3 separate regions of the Sus scrofa genome follow, and all the other regions are linked to region 1. Evidence: chromatin contacts called from public HiChIP or PLAC-seq data. All regions are on one chromosome and are shown on one strand. The core of a region is the stretch at or near the end of the contact, and the rest is flanking DNA. Distances in the headings are between cores, read along the strand shown. Region 1 has its middle 310 kb from the start of TNP1. Region 2 has its middle 32 kb from the start of TNP1. Region 3 has its middle 32 kb from the start of TNP1.

What was found. HiChIP or PLAC-seq counts read pairs in DNA pulled down with a chosen protein or histone mark.
Region 2: a contact with region 1 is called in an H3K27ac HiChIP or PLAC-seq map of skeletal muscle, with 11 times the contacts expected there. The contact joins two enhancer-like sites. A contact is called at or near these places in 5 of 47 Hi-C or Micro-C datasets (embryonic fibroblasts, fibroblasts and skeletal muscle) and 1 of 2 datasets of contacts at active chromatin or transcription factors (skeletal muscle).
Region 3: an H3K27ac HiChIP or PLAC-seq map of skeletal muscle shows a contact between it and region 1, with 11 times the contacts expected there. The contact joins two enhancer-like sites. A contact is called at or near these places in 3 of 47 Hi-C or Micro-C datasets (embryonic fibroblasts and skeletal muscle) and 1 of 2 datasets of contacts at active chromatin or transcription factors (skeletal muscle).

Annotation. Positions count from the first base shown.
Region 1 is chr15:119,350,597-119,354,833 of Sscrofa11.1, reverse strand. No RefSeq gene overlaps it. Among named protein-coding and RNA genes, the nearest start is that of TNP1, 310 kb to the right of the region's middle. Within about 2 kb of position 2,298, at least 3 of the 83 cell types and tissues checked have an H3K27ac peak or open chromatin away from gene starts, as enhancers often do. A contact at or near this core is called in skeletal muscle, where this site is marked.
Region 2 is chr15:119,003,765-119,008,001 of Sscrofa11.1, reverse strand. No RefSeq gene overlaps it. Among named protein-coding and RNA genes, the nearest start is that of TNP1, 32 kb to the left of the region's middle. Within about 2 kb of position 2,136, at least 16 of the 83 cell types and tissues checked have an H3K27ac peak or open chromatin away from gene starts, as enhancers often do. A contact at or near this core is called in skeletal muscle, where this site is marked.
Region 3 is chr15:119,067,551-119,071,787 of Sscrofa11.1, reverse strand. No RefSeq gene overlaps it. Among named protein-coding and RNA genes, the nearest start is that of TNP1, 32 kb to the right of the region's middle. Within about 2 kb of position 2,242, at least 9 of the 83 cell types and tissues checked have an H3K27ac peak or open chromatin away from gene starts, as enhancers often do. A contact at or near this core is called in skeletal muscle, where this site is marked.

The DNA of each region.
Region 1 (4,237 bases), core at 1,049-3,548:
GTGTCACACAGTTGAAACAATTAAAAATTCCTTCTTATGGTAAACCTGTATGTATAAGCTTCATTTATGTACCTAAGGGGCCATGTAGAATATCAGATCTGTTCACAAGACAAATCCTCACATTTTTCAGGTTACTTATTACATCCCTCATAATTACTTCGTAATTATTTCTTTCAAATTAGGTATACCAAGTTATTGTAAATGAATGAATAAGTGTGAAGGTGAATGGAAAAATTGGCAGGTATCGCCAGGTGGGTGTAGGGATTTCAGTCAGCCTTTACTGATCACATACTGTTTCCACAGTGTACGAGTTCTAATGTCCAACACACATTCCAAAGTGTTCTTCTTTGCTCAGAGTAGAGTGGGTCTACTCACATTTATGGTGCTTTGCAGAAGATGGTATTACTGAGGGACAGAAGGCAGAATGTATGACTTAGGGTTTACAATGGTCTTCTCAAAACTTTGATTCCATAAATAGCTCTAATTCTAGAAAGGAACTAAAGACTCTTAGTTTGAAAGCCACAAGAGGGCACTAGACTACTACATGGACCTAGTTCTACTTACCCAAAGTATAAAGCAAGGGTCAGTATTGACATTACACTGACTGACAATTGTGGACAGCTGTATCATGTGTATGTTCTAAGCCTGTGTCTTAGACACAATATGCAATCATGGATGATGTACAGAGAAATTGGTTATGAAACAAGTATTCCAATGCTAGGCTTGGGTTATGCTAAATGTGGTGGAATATGTGCGCAATTTGATAAAAATGTTTAAAAGTAAGTGAGGTTTACCCCCAAAGTTCTGAGAATAAATAAGGAGATTATTTAGGCTGTGAGTTCTGAAAACAACATGGGTAATGTGAATGTCAGGAGCAAACAGCAGGAGTTAGACAAATAGGAGACTTCTGTGTGTACTTTTGAAAAGCCTGACATCTGACAAGGTTCATGTTTAGACCTGAGATTTCTCCAGACTGAGATTTACTGGGCAGCACCCAGGGTATTGTCTCTGCTCCTGAAGGGCTCTGAACTTCACAAGTTTTCAGGAAAATTCATCGTAGGCTAAAGGTACACTGAAAAACCTCTCACCAATTCAGAATGGGTCTACATAATACCATCACATCATTTGCAAAAGACAAAAATACAGTCAATTAAGTTGTAAGTTTGTCTGAGTAACATCAACCAACAGATTGTGTCTGTGGAGAAGTGTCTACAAATGCCAAAGTAGTCAACCAAGTTAACTCAGCCAAATGTGGATCAACACAGGGAAAATAACCAATCAAGGAGGTTGCTCAGAATCATGGAAATCAAACCCTAGACTTAGAGGCCTGAGTTTCTGACTTTTCAACAATTACGTTGAATATTGTGTGGAAAATGATTCCTTTTGTATCATAATTATGTATGAGATGTACTTATCCATAAAAAATAACTAAAATAGGTAGATATAGATATATGATAGGTAGATGGTAGATAGATAGACAGACAGACAGACAAACAGGGAGAAAATAGCTCAGATTATTTCACAGAAATGAATTACTTGATTGGGTAAAGCTGAACTTCTTGCTACAGGAGGAAAGAAGGAGAGGGTCATATTTCTGAGACAGGGTTTAGCTCTTTGGAAGCAGCAAACACCTGCAAGAGCAATTAATCCCTATGAAAGAAGTCTCTAGCTGTAGAACTGATTTTGACAGAGCCAGTTGAAATAATTAAGAAGGATTCTCCCCTTCTGCTCATCTCTTGTTAATTTACCTACATTCAGAGTTCTGGATGCATAACTTCCACTTTTTACCACATCAGAACTTTTGTGATTTTGATCCTCTTCCTTCCATTGTCCTTCTAACATTTGGCTCAGGCTCCGTGGCTCTTTACTCCATCGTGGGCCAATGGAAACTCTCACTTTTTGCTTCCTAGTTTCATCTCATCTTTCCTCCCAGGAATCTTGCTTTTCCTGGAATTGATCCATCTAAATCATTGCTCCATTTTTAGGTCCTTTTTAATGTCAGGTATATTGAGTCTGTTGAAGTTACCTTGGCTATTTGACTTGGCTTTGATCAACTTTCTTGCTTGGCTTCTATCTTTTAAGTCATATTTCTTCTTGTGATTTTTATATTTTACTAAGCTCTGGACATCAATTTCTATACATTCCCTGTTCCTTGATTCTTTTGTTAGATTAACATGGCAATTGGACTTCTATCTTGGATCTTTCAGTTGTATTTTCAGAGCCCTACCTTTAACAGGTAAACTCACCACGAACTGATGGTGGCCGTACTCTTGCAAGGCTCTGCTCCCAATGCAGACCTCATATTCTGGCATACTCCCCAGCACTACAGGGGAGGTGAGTTCAGAATGAATTGCCGCAGGACCTTCTCTCTGCATTTTTTCCTTATGGTGGGACTTTGAAGCTGCCTTTCTGGCCTGTCTTCCTTGTCACCAAACACACATTTTTTAAAATTAGGAAATGAAAATGATAGTTCTAATCCAAGCCAGGAGTTCGTCTAGTGTGCTCCAGGAAAAGGATGATTAATGGAGCTAATTCTTTATGCCTGAGCCAGGGGGTGGCAGCTCATAGGGAATAACTAAGATGTGCCAACCAAGCCATAGCCTCAGATCAGGTGAACTGCCTGGCCTTCGGCCTACTGGAGGCCCTTAAAGTTAGCTGGTGGCCCTGGCAGAAGTGTGCCCCAATAAGGGCTGGGTGGCACACATGGCCCAAAGGAACATGGCAATTTTCCGATTTTTGTGGTTTATATGAGAACCAACCTGGTCAACCCTGGCTTACAGCAGCTGGAATATCCAGACTGGTCATCCAGACCACCTAAATTATATGGATAATGGCAAAAGTTTCCTTTTGCTGAATGTCACTCATTTCATTTCCTAATTTTAAAAATTGTGTGTTTGAATGTGGACTCATTCCAAAGTCTTCTTTGGGTTTGTGCTCCTATGTGTAATAGTCCTTCACTAGAAGGGGGAAAAAATAAAAGAAAGAAAAATGTTGGGAATTTGAGTCCCGCTTTGTCAAAAGCTCAGAACTGAGAGAGGGAAAATTCTGTATGATCTTGGCTAAGCAGTGGTTTTCCACTTCCCTCAATGTTGCAATTAACCCAATTGTATGAAATACTTTTTAAAGGGGACATTCATACACCTGAGGTTTGGTTTGCCAAAGACTATAGCATTAGCCCTCAGTTCACTCTGGTTAATGGCAGGTGGTACCTAAGAATTTATGGGCTCCGTCGGTGATGATAATCACCCTTTCTCCACCTCTGCTTGCCAAACTCTTACACGCTCTTTCCAACCCAAATGCTATTTCATCTATGAGACCTCACCTGGATCCTCTTTTACCTCTTTCCCCCCTAGAATTTGGTGTGGCTTTCTTTGCTTAAACCATTAAGTCTTTTTTTTTTTTTCACCATTTAAGTTTACTTATTTTCCTTTGCTAAAAAAATTGTCTTCACTGTGACCTCTGCAAAAATAAATAAAATAAAAAGAAAGTGGCAAAAATAAAACTGGCCCTTTACTCTCTCCCTTCAGAAGAGATAACATTAGTTCTAATTTATCACAAAGAAATTGAGTGAGGGCATCCAAGCAATGATATTAAGATTTGAATGATATGAGTATTGCAACTCCTGCTTTTCCATCTTGTCCATTGGCATGAAATATCTTTTCCCATCCTCTCACTTTCAATCTATATGTGTCCTTTGCCCTAAGGTGATTTTCTTGTAGACAGATTGAAGGTGTAGCACTGGGAACAACGTCTAGTCACATATGACAGAGCATGATAATGTGAGAAAAAGAATATATACATGTATGTGTAACTGTGTCACCATTATGTGTAGTAGAAAAAAAATATATTGGGGAGATAACAATTTAAAAAAAAAGATTACAATGACACCCTAAAAATAAAACCAACTGTGATTGTTTTACAAGGCATGATCTCATTTGATTCCTACATGAGGCTCTTCCCTCTTTGGTAAAATGGAGATTGTAATGATTAGCCCTGGAAACGTAAAATCACTCAGCATATAAATGGAGAGATTGGAATCAGACCTGGATTTCATCTGTTCCTTTCTCTCCACCATGTTGCGTCCTAGTTACCCCAGCATCCTTAGAGACAAAGGTCTGGAGGAAGCACAAAGGGACTTCTATTTTCATCTTTCAGTTCTAGCAAGATGAGGATCAGCAGGCAGACAGACACCCTTGGGAATAATGGCCCTGCACTCTCAATTGGGCCCCCTCCCCCT
Region 2 (4,237 bases), core at 887-3,386, 350 kb after region 1:
AAGGGAATTCATTTTCTTTATAATAAAAGGAGGAAGCAGCAGCCACTAAGTGCTATGTTCGGCACTCTGCCAAAGAAACCTGGGAATTTGACGCAGCATCTGGCCCTGGGCTGTTGGAAAGCTTTGTGGTTTCTTTTGAGCTTGCTGCCTGGTTTATTTTAGGTGCTGGGTCTGCAGGCTAGTAGGCTGACCTTCCTTGGCTATTCCCCAGGGAACAGACTAACAGTCTCCTGCTGTCTCTGCAGCTACAAGGTACAATTTCCACGGCATTCAGGTAATAGGAGCTGACTGTCAGCAACGGCTGGGATCAGAATTAAACCTGGGGAGACAGCCTTCTGGGGAGAAAATATTCCTGGCATTGAAGATTTACAGGCAATCCTAGCACTGCTACACACAAGCTGTGTGACTTGGGGCTAGTTATTTCCTGTCTCTCAGCCTCAGTTTCCCCAAATATGGATCAGGGGTTGAACTAGGTAGAGGCAGCTTGGAGCAGTGGAAGGAATGAATCCTGTGGCCAGGCTTCATTGCTAACTTGCTTCGTGACCTTGGGCAAGTAAATGAACCTCACTGCAGGTCAATTTTCTCATCTATAAAATGAGTCTATCAGGACTTCTATCACAGGTTGATGTGCCAGTTTAAGGAAATGATACATGCCAAGTGCCTGACTTGAACTCCATTTGAGGTCCAAGACACAGACATATACACTCACACTGAACCAGCAGTCTGAGGAAGTGCGTGGCATATTCACTAGAGAGGGTGTGTTTGAAGGGAGTTAAGGAGAGGGAGACCTCACTCATGAAGGGCAGATGGGGAGGAAGGGAATGACTTCTGGAGGAAGCAGTTTGAGTTGGGATTTTGACAAACACCCAGAAATTGGATAAGCAACTGAAGGAAGAAATTCTGGAATAAAGAAGAAAATTCAGTAAGTCTGGATTGGGAAATTTATGTTTTAATGTCTATCCTCTTACTGCCTAGCTTAGTGGCCTTGCTGATTCTCTGCTTCTTTGTCTATAACATGGGGTTGTGGTGAGAATGCGTATGATGACATGGGAGAAAACACCTTTGTGGTGCCTGGAACATGGTAGGTGCTCAAGAGATGGATGGATGGATGAATGCGTGGATGGGTGGATGGGTGGATGGACAGATTTCAAATGAAGTAGAGAGAGAACCTCCAAGCACTTTTATAGGTAAGTGAGTGTATTCATAGCACTCAGCGATTTCCTGAGGATTCATGGAACCCCAAGCTGCTTCTGGGAGAAAAGGTGTTCCCTGGCCATTTAAATTTTGGAATGGCAGTGTGAGACATTCCTCTCTTGAGGATTTTCTATCAGTTTCAACACAATAATTCTGCAAAGTCTTTTCTAACTTTATTTACACCCAGTAGTTCCCAGACTTGGTTGACTTCTAAATCAATTTTCCACATTAAGCCTATTAACCTCCCACTGAATTTGCAGGGGTTTCTCTGGTGTGAAGTAAGGGGATGGTGGTGAGAAATTTGGAAAAAATTACTTGGGCTGTGCTTTGTGTTTCCACTGTAGCCAACTTTAGGAACAATCTGTGCAGGGGTATAAGGAGTGCAGCCCAAGGAGCAAGCACATGTTCTTGGAAGCAGAGAGACCTGTGCTTGAATGCAGTCCCTCCACTACTGAGTCATGGTGCCATGGGCCAGTTCCTTAATCTTCCTTTACCTCCAGTTCCTGATCTATAAATTCACAGCACTCACCTCCTAAGATCACTGTGAGAATCAAACAAGCTAACATACCTGTAGAGGTTAGTGTTGTGCCTGACACAGAGTAAGCACTCAGTAAACAGAAGATGCTTTTGTTATGATTATGCTACCATCCAAATATCCTCTATCAATTACTTTGCAACATCCAACATTACTCAGACATTGAGCCCTGTGAGTAGGGATCTAATTGCTTTTCCTCTTCTGTGGGGGTGGAGGGATCAGCCTAGAACCCCGTCGCAAGAAGTGAGGGAGGCCATTTCAAAGTGGCGGGGGCGGGGGGGTCTGTTCTGTTCTTTTTCTGAATACAGAGCAAAGGAAGGAGGTTTTTTCAGAAGTAGGGCTTGTGCTCCCCAACCGATCTGGGCTGACAGTATCAACCCTCACAGGCTGGCAGCTGGCCTCCAGGAGATGGAGAATCTGCTTAGTCATTTCTCAGCAGCGAGAGAAATCAGCTTGGAAAAGAAGCCAAATATACCCCTGAGAGGCCTGCCAAGTGCCTCCTAAAAAGAGGAAACAAGAGGCGGCACAGAACTCTGAGCACCAGGATCTGATCAGAGCCATGGGGCAGAGACAGCTGGTTTCCAGGGTCAGAGACCCACGCCCCGTTCAAGTGCCACCACCATGAGCTGACAGAGGCTGGCTTGAGTTCACCCCTGGCCATGAAATCCAAGTCCCTCGCTCCCCTCCCTTTGTTGAAGAATATTGGCCGTGGGCAGCAGGGGTCCTATAGTCAGTTTCTCTTCATTGGCTCATCCATTAATTCAATGAGCGTTTACTGAATACTTACTATACATGCCATTGGGAACACAGTTGTATAAAAGACAAAAAAATGTTCCTGCATTTATAGAGTTAACATTATAGTGGAGACAGGCAGAAAATACACAAGTAAGCAAGTAAAATAATTCCAGAGTGTTACATGCTTTGTGGAGAAACTATAAGAGAGATGAATGAACTAGGATCTGGAAAAGAATAGTGGTAGGCCCTCAGCCCCCTCAAACAAGAGACATTTGAGCCAAGACCCCAGTGGAGCAAGGGGAAGAGCCAGAGATAATGTGGAAGGAAAGGTCCCCAAGCAGAAGGCAGAGGGAGCACCATGACGCCGGGACAGAAACGAGCCCAGTGTGCTGACGAACAGCCAGAACGCCTGAAGCCAAGTTGGAAAGTAGACAAGAGAGCAGGAGAGGGTTAGAAACAAGGTCAGAAATCTCTGCAGAGGAAGGCAAGGAGTGTGACTTTATCACAAATGTGGTAAGAAGTCACTGGAAGATTTTTAACAGAGGAAAGGATGAAGAGCTCACCCTAACTGTTGTATGAAAACTGGATGACCAGAGGGCAAGAGTGGCATCTGAGAGAGTAGTTGGTCCATCTAGGTGAAAGGTGGCTAGTACTGAGGTGTCAGCAGGTAGAGGGGGAGCTTTGGGGTATATGTTGATGGTAGAGTAGTGACAGGGCCTGCTGGTCAGTGGGATGCAGGCTATGTCTGAAAGTGAGGTTGATTAAGGGGGACTTCCAGAATAGCTGCTTCTTACTGAGATGTGAAAGGCTGCAGGAGGATGTTTGGGAACAGAAGATACCATAATGCTTTGCATGGGCGTGGGAGGTTCAAGGTGTCTACTGGACTTCCAAGTGGAAGAGTTCAGTCTGCAATTGCATGTGTTTGGAGCCCATCTTTCAGCCCTGTGGTCATCAGCATCACCAGTGTTTAAATCCCCACATTTTGACAAGATTGAGCGTAGTCAGAAGCATGCGACTAGGGAGTGAGACTTCAGGAAAATGTATAATCCAATCCCTTTGTTTACAAGAGGGATACTGAGGTCCAGAAAGAAGAATTCACTCACTCCAGATCAAAGAGCAAGTCACTCGCAGAGCCAGAACCTACACCCATGTCCTCCTTTCCCGCCACAAAACATCCCCCACATTTGGGTTCTTTTTCCACTATTTACAAAATTGTTTCACATTGATTTCTTAAAATTATTGACATACACCCTAAAAACCTCTCTTGTTCCACTATGGGGGATGTTTTATTTTCTTATCTAACTTAATTTTCTCTACCTTCAGTTTAAGCTCATTCTCTGTTGTAATGATTGCCATATTTTTTTAATAGGCATGATATTGTTAAACCTGATGCCTCAGACAATTATGTCAAGTAATCAGGTTAAGTATTTTGGTTGCTATTTACAGATGAGGAAACTGAAGCATAGACTCTAGTAAATTCTATGCAGTCCTGTACCTGAGTCAAGACGCAACCAACACTAGAACCTTAACTGTCTTGAGTCTTAGCTTAGAGCTCTTTCTTGTGGTCTAGGAAATCTTTGTAAGCCCAGGTCCTGCCATTCTTCATCAGCTGAAGACTCTCCAAGCTCTTCATAAACAGGAACATAATGAACATTGCCTCATCTTTTCTTTTTCACACCATACAATCCCTTATCTTTTTAGATCTCCTTCCTGTGGCGCAGATTGGTTCTCACTGTCCAAATCCAATTCCTCTTTTTCCTGGGCATACAGCTA
Region 3 (4,237 bases), core at 993-3,492, 280 kb after region 1:
TAATTAAAATGATGTTCTCATGGTTTAGGGACCATTAAAATAGGCTTTCCAGATAAAATACAGAACTCCTCATTCAATGCGGTTTTTTTTTTTTTCATTCTATTTCCCCAATACAATTTTTTTTCTACTGTACAGCATGGTGACCCAGTTACACATACATGTACACATTCTGTTTTCTCACATTACCATGCTCCAACATAAGTGACTAGACATAGTTCCCAGTGCTACACAGCAGGATCTCATTGCTAATCCGTTCCAGAGGCAATAGTTTGCATCTATTAGATGTTTAGTATAAGGAGAGTCTTGTGCAATATTTAGGACATACTTAGACTGAAAACTAATTCACTGTTTATCTAAAATCCAAATTGAACTGGGCATCATATTTTCATTTGCTAAATCTGGCACCTCTATATTAAAAGCCACCCTGTAACCCACTCCTCAACAGTGTCTCCTTTCTGACCATCCACATTGCCCGTATCTAATAAAGCCTTGTCGTAGATTGGTTTATCAGGTCTAGCAGGTATTAGCCTAAAGTAATGAGTACTTGACGAAGCATGGGACACACGACAGAGGAGCTGTGAGGAGAAAACCTGCTACAGAGGAAGGAGACCAGATTAAGAATCAGAATACCCTCTTCTGGAACCAGCTCTGCCTCTTACTAGCTGGCCTTGTCACTGAACCCCTGTGCTTAGCTTCTTAGTGTATAAAATGGAGATGCCATTCCCGACCCAGGTCCTTCCTGTGTTCTCAGATGAACCTCAGCACAGCTTTCTGTGGGCCCTTATTTGAAAACTATATAGGATGACGGAAGAAAGGGCCTCCAGTGGCCTTTGCAGAGTTCTTGCCCCTCAGCGGCCTTAGCAGTACCTGCTGCCATTAGTCTTGCCCACTTTCCCTCCTCACAAGCCAGCACTTCAAATCTTTATCGGTCAATAGCATTTATTTTTGGACTTTGCCAGCGCAGGCACGCCAGGCGCAGTCAGGTCCCCTTACATAAGTGTGGCAGAGCTGGCCCAGTCAGTCTTCAGAGAGGTAACTGCCAAGGGGAGCTGACAGTGATACGAGACCCTGTCCTCTGAGTCTGCCCTGATGCCAGCCGGGTGAGGTAAGCTCCTGTTGGGGGCACACTTCACCTGCTGGCTTCTGGCCTCTCCCTGGCGACCATCAGCTCCCAGCAGGCTGGCTAGGGTGTGAGAAACAAAACAGTTGTGTTTTATGTGGCTCCTGGCTAGTAAGTAGTGGCCTGTATTCCATACATCAACATGAGGACAGGCAGTGAGCTGGCTCCAGTCTGGAACGTGTATTCCCAAGTCGGTCGTCCAGTGCTGCTCTAGCCATCTCTTTGGACTCTGTGACCCTCGACCCTGGGCCCTGCCTTCTGGATCCAACATTCAGTTGCCCCTTCTTAGATGCCCATGAACCTAAATGACCCACTTCTCCCCTGCTATCACTCCCCCACCAACACAAGTGGCAGTTTCCAGATTGAGGAGAAATAGGCTTCATTTTCCTCTGAATCTAAGAAATAAAACTTGCATGAGCAGAGGCAAGCCACCCTAGGTGCAAGCTCTCTGTAGTCCATAGGAAGGAATGTGCTGCAGTGATAGTTAAAGAGATTTGAAAGATAGACCACAGAAAAATCTTATAGCCCTCTGGCTGTGGCCACATGCCTCTGAGGGAGGTTGTGGAAGCCTGTGTCCTCATGACCCAGAAGAAAAGGAAATGCGACTGCCCAGTAGGAAGCTCCTGAGGAGAGGACGTTTGTGATTCTTTGAATCACCATGAAAATAAGCCAGTGCTTGTCTGAGTGTCTGCTAGGAACACACGGCATCCACATTGCTAAACACAGCAGGTGTTCTCACCCAACTCTGGTGACTGGAAAAACAGCGGGCTTCAAACTCCTCCGACCACTCAACAGGCAAGCCAGGCCCAGGCCTGGTGCCCATCCCCCATGACCCAGTGACTCATGCTGCACTGCTGCCCTTCTGTGGCTCCCATGCTGACTCGGAGCTCTGCAGGCTTGAGAACCCAGGCAGTCACTAGCCAGCAGCACACTCTCACACGCAGGGCCCATCTGAATTCCATCTTGAAAGACCAGTCGAGGGAGGAGAGAAGGAGAGGGGCCCCCGAGGGAAGGGGTGGACAGAAAGACCCCACACTGGGGAGCGGCCTCCCTGGCTTCCCTCAGAGCTCCAGCACCAAGGTCTGGCCTGGGGCCCACCATCCTGGCTCCCTCAGACATGGCTGCTCTCCGTCCCTCCAGACCAGATCTTGTTTCACTAGACTTGGAACTCCCCAAGCCCTTTCCTGCTGTGAACTGATTTATTTGGATGCATCTGTCAGAGCGTGACGGAAGGGTGTCTGGACGGCCAGGAGCACAGCTGTGGCAGATGTGCCTCCAAGCAGGGCCCCTTCCCCTCCGTCCCCTGCTCCCCTAGCCTGGGAAAGGCTGGGGGAGGTTGAGGACATCTGTACAGCCCATGAGAACCAGGAAAGGCAGCAGGGTATCCTGGGGTCTAGGACAGGATGGAAGAGGCTAGTATTCCAGGGTGGCAAGTGCCAGGACATGGGGTTCTAACTTATTTTGCCATCAGTGAGGTCTGTGGTTGTGAGTGGGTCCATGGGCCTTTCAGTGTCCATTCCCTAAGTTCCTTTAGAGTTTTTCAGCCCCACAGGACCAAGCAAGCAGCTCTTTTCCTTGTTTACACCACATCTGGCCCTCCTCTAATAAAGCCCCAATCAATGCTCTCTAGAAAAAAAAAAAAAAGCATAAAATAAATTTTGCCAATACAAAGCACAAAATTTACAAATACTAATAAAACGCAAAATATTATTTTTTTGTCTTTTTAGGGCCACACCCCCAGGCTAGGGGTCTAATTGGAGCTACAGCTGCCAGACTACACAACAGCTCACAGCAACTCCGGATCCTTAACCCACTGGGAGAGGCCAGGGATGGAACCTGCATCCTCATGGATACTAGTCTGGTTTGTTATTGCTAAGCAGCAACTGAGAACTCCCCACAATATTCTTTTTTGTAAATCCATCTAGCCAATTGATTCTACAAGAAAGTGTTCAGAGTTCAGCTACCTAACCCTTGTATCTGTGGCGAGCCTATGGCTACACACAAGCATGAATTATCAGAAGGTTCTGTTTAACAATCAGCTTGGAAAACCCCTGAAAATTTAATGAGTGGCTGTTGGAACCTAGTAGGAGCTGACCCCACTCTGCACATCAGGCCTCTGAGCCCAGGGCCTGTGGTCGGCTGTATCTCAAGTACCCACCCCAGCCTAGCCCACAGTCATCACAGTTCAGCCTGCAGGCTGCTCCCTGAATTGAACCTGCTCTCCTTAATTTACCCAGAGAAGAAAGCCAAGTAAGTGGGGTCTGATAAAGTAGAACAGGTGTCCTAAGGGAGTGTGGCCAAGGATGAGTGGTAGCAGGTGGTGAGTAGCCAGAAGGACTCTAGTCGGGGTAAGCCAGAGACCAGAGAGAAGTGATCAGCATGGAATGAGGAGGGCAGAGGACAGGGAGGGTGTTGCTGGCGGGAGGCACAGCACAGCTAAAGGCATGGTACACATATCTGCCTTCCCTAGCACCCAGACCACTTAGGATGCTCCCACTCAACAAATATCGTCTGCTAGGCTCTAAGCACTGTCCTCAGCTGAACAAATATCCTGCTCTTGGGAGATTGAATTCCATTAAGGGAGAGACCCAATACACAGCAAAGAGCCCCAGTGCTGGAAGATGCTTTGAGTAAACACACTTGATTTCAGTATAGGGACAAACGTGACACAGAACCTAACCCCTAGGACTATTGATCAGGTGCTGCTGCAAGAAATCTTAGACATGGTTAATGCAGGGAAGAACGGGATTCCTTTCTGCAGGAATTCTCAGGACCCTGGCTGTGCTCTTGGGCACTGAGCCTACCAGGAGGACATCACAGACTTCAGTCTTTGCCAAACTGGCATTATGGATGGAAGGGGAACAAAAAGGTACGTCCTCGGATGAAGAGCCATGGGTCTGATGCTCTGGGAAGCAGCTGTGGAACACTACCCTTCAAAGCCTGGGTTGTGGAGATCCAAGCAGGCAAAGTCAGAGGAGCCTGGCCAGGCACCTGCTTCTCTACACTGTCCAAACTTACTCCCCCCCCCCCACCCCGGCTCCCCTGCTCTGGGAAGACACTCCCACCTCTGTCTTTGTCATAGCAGGGCCAGCAGACCCCTGGACCATGGAGAAGCAG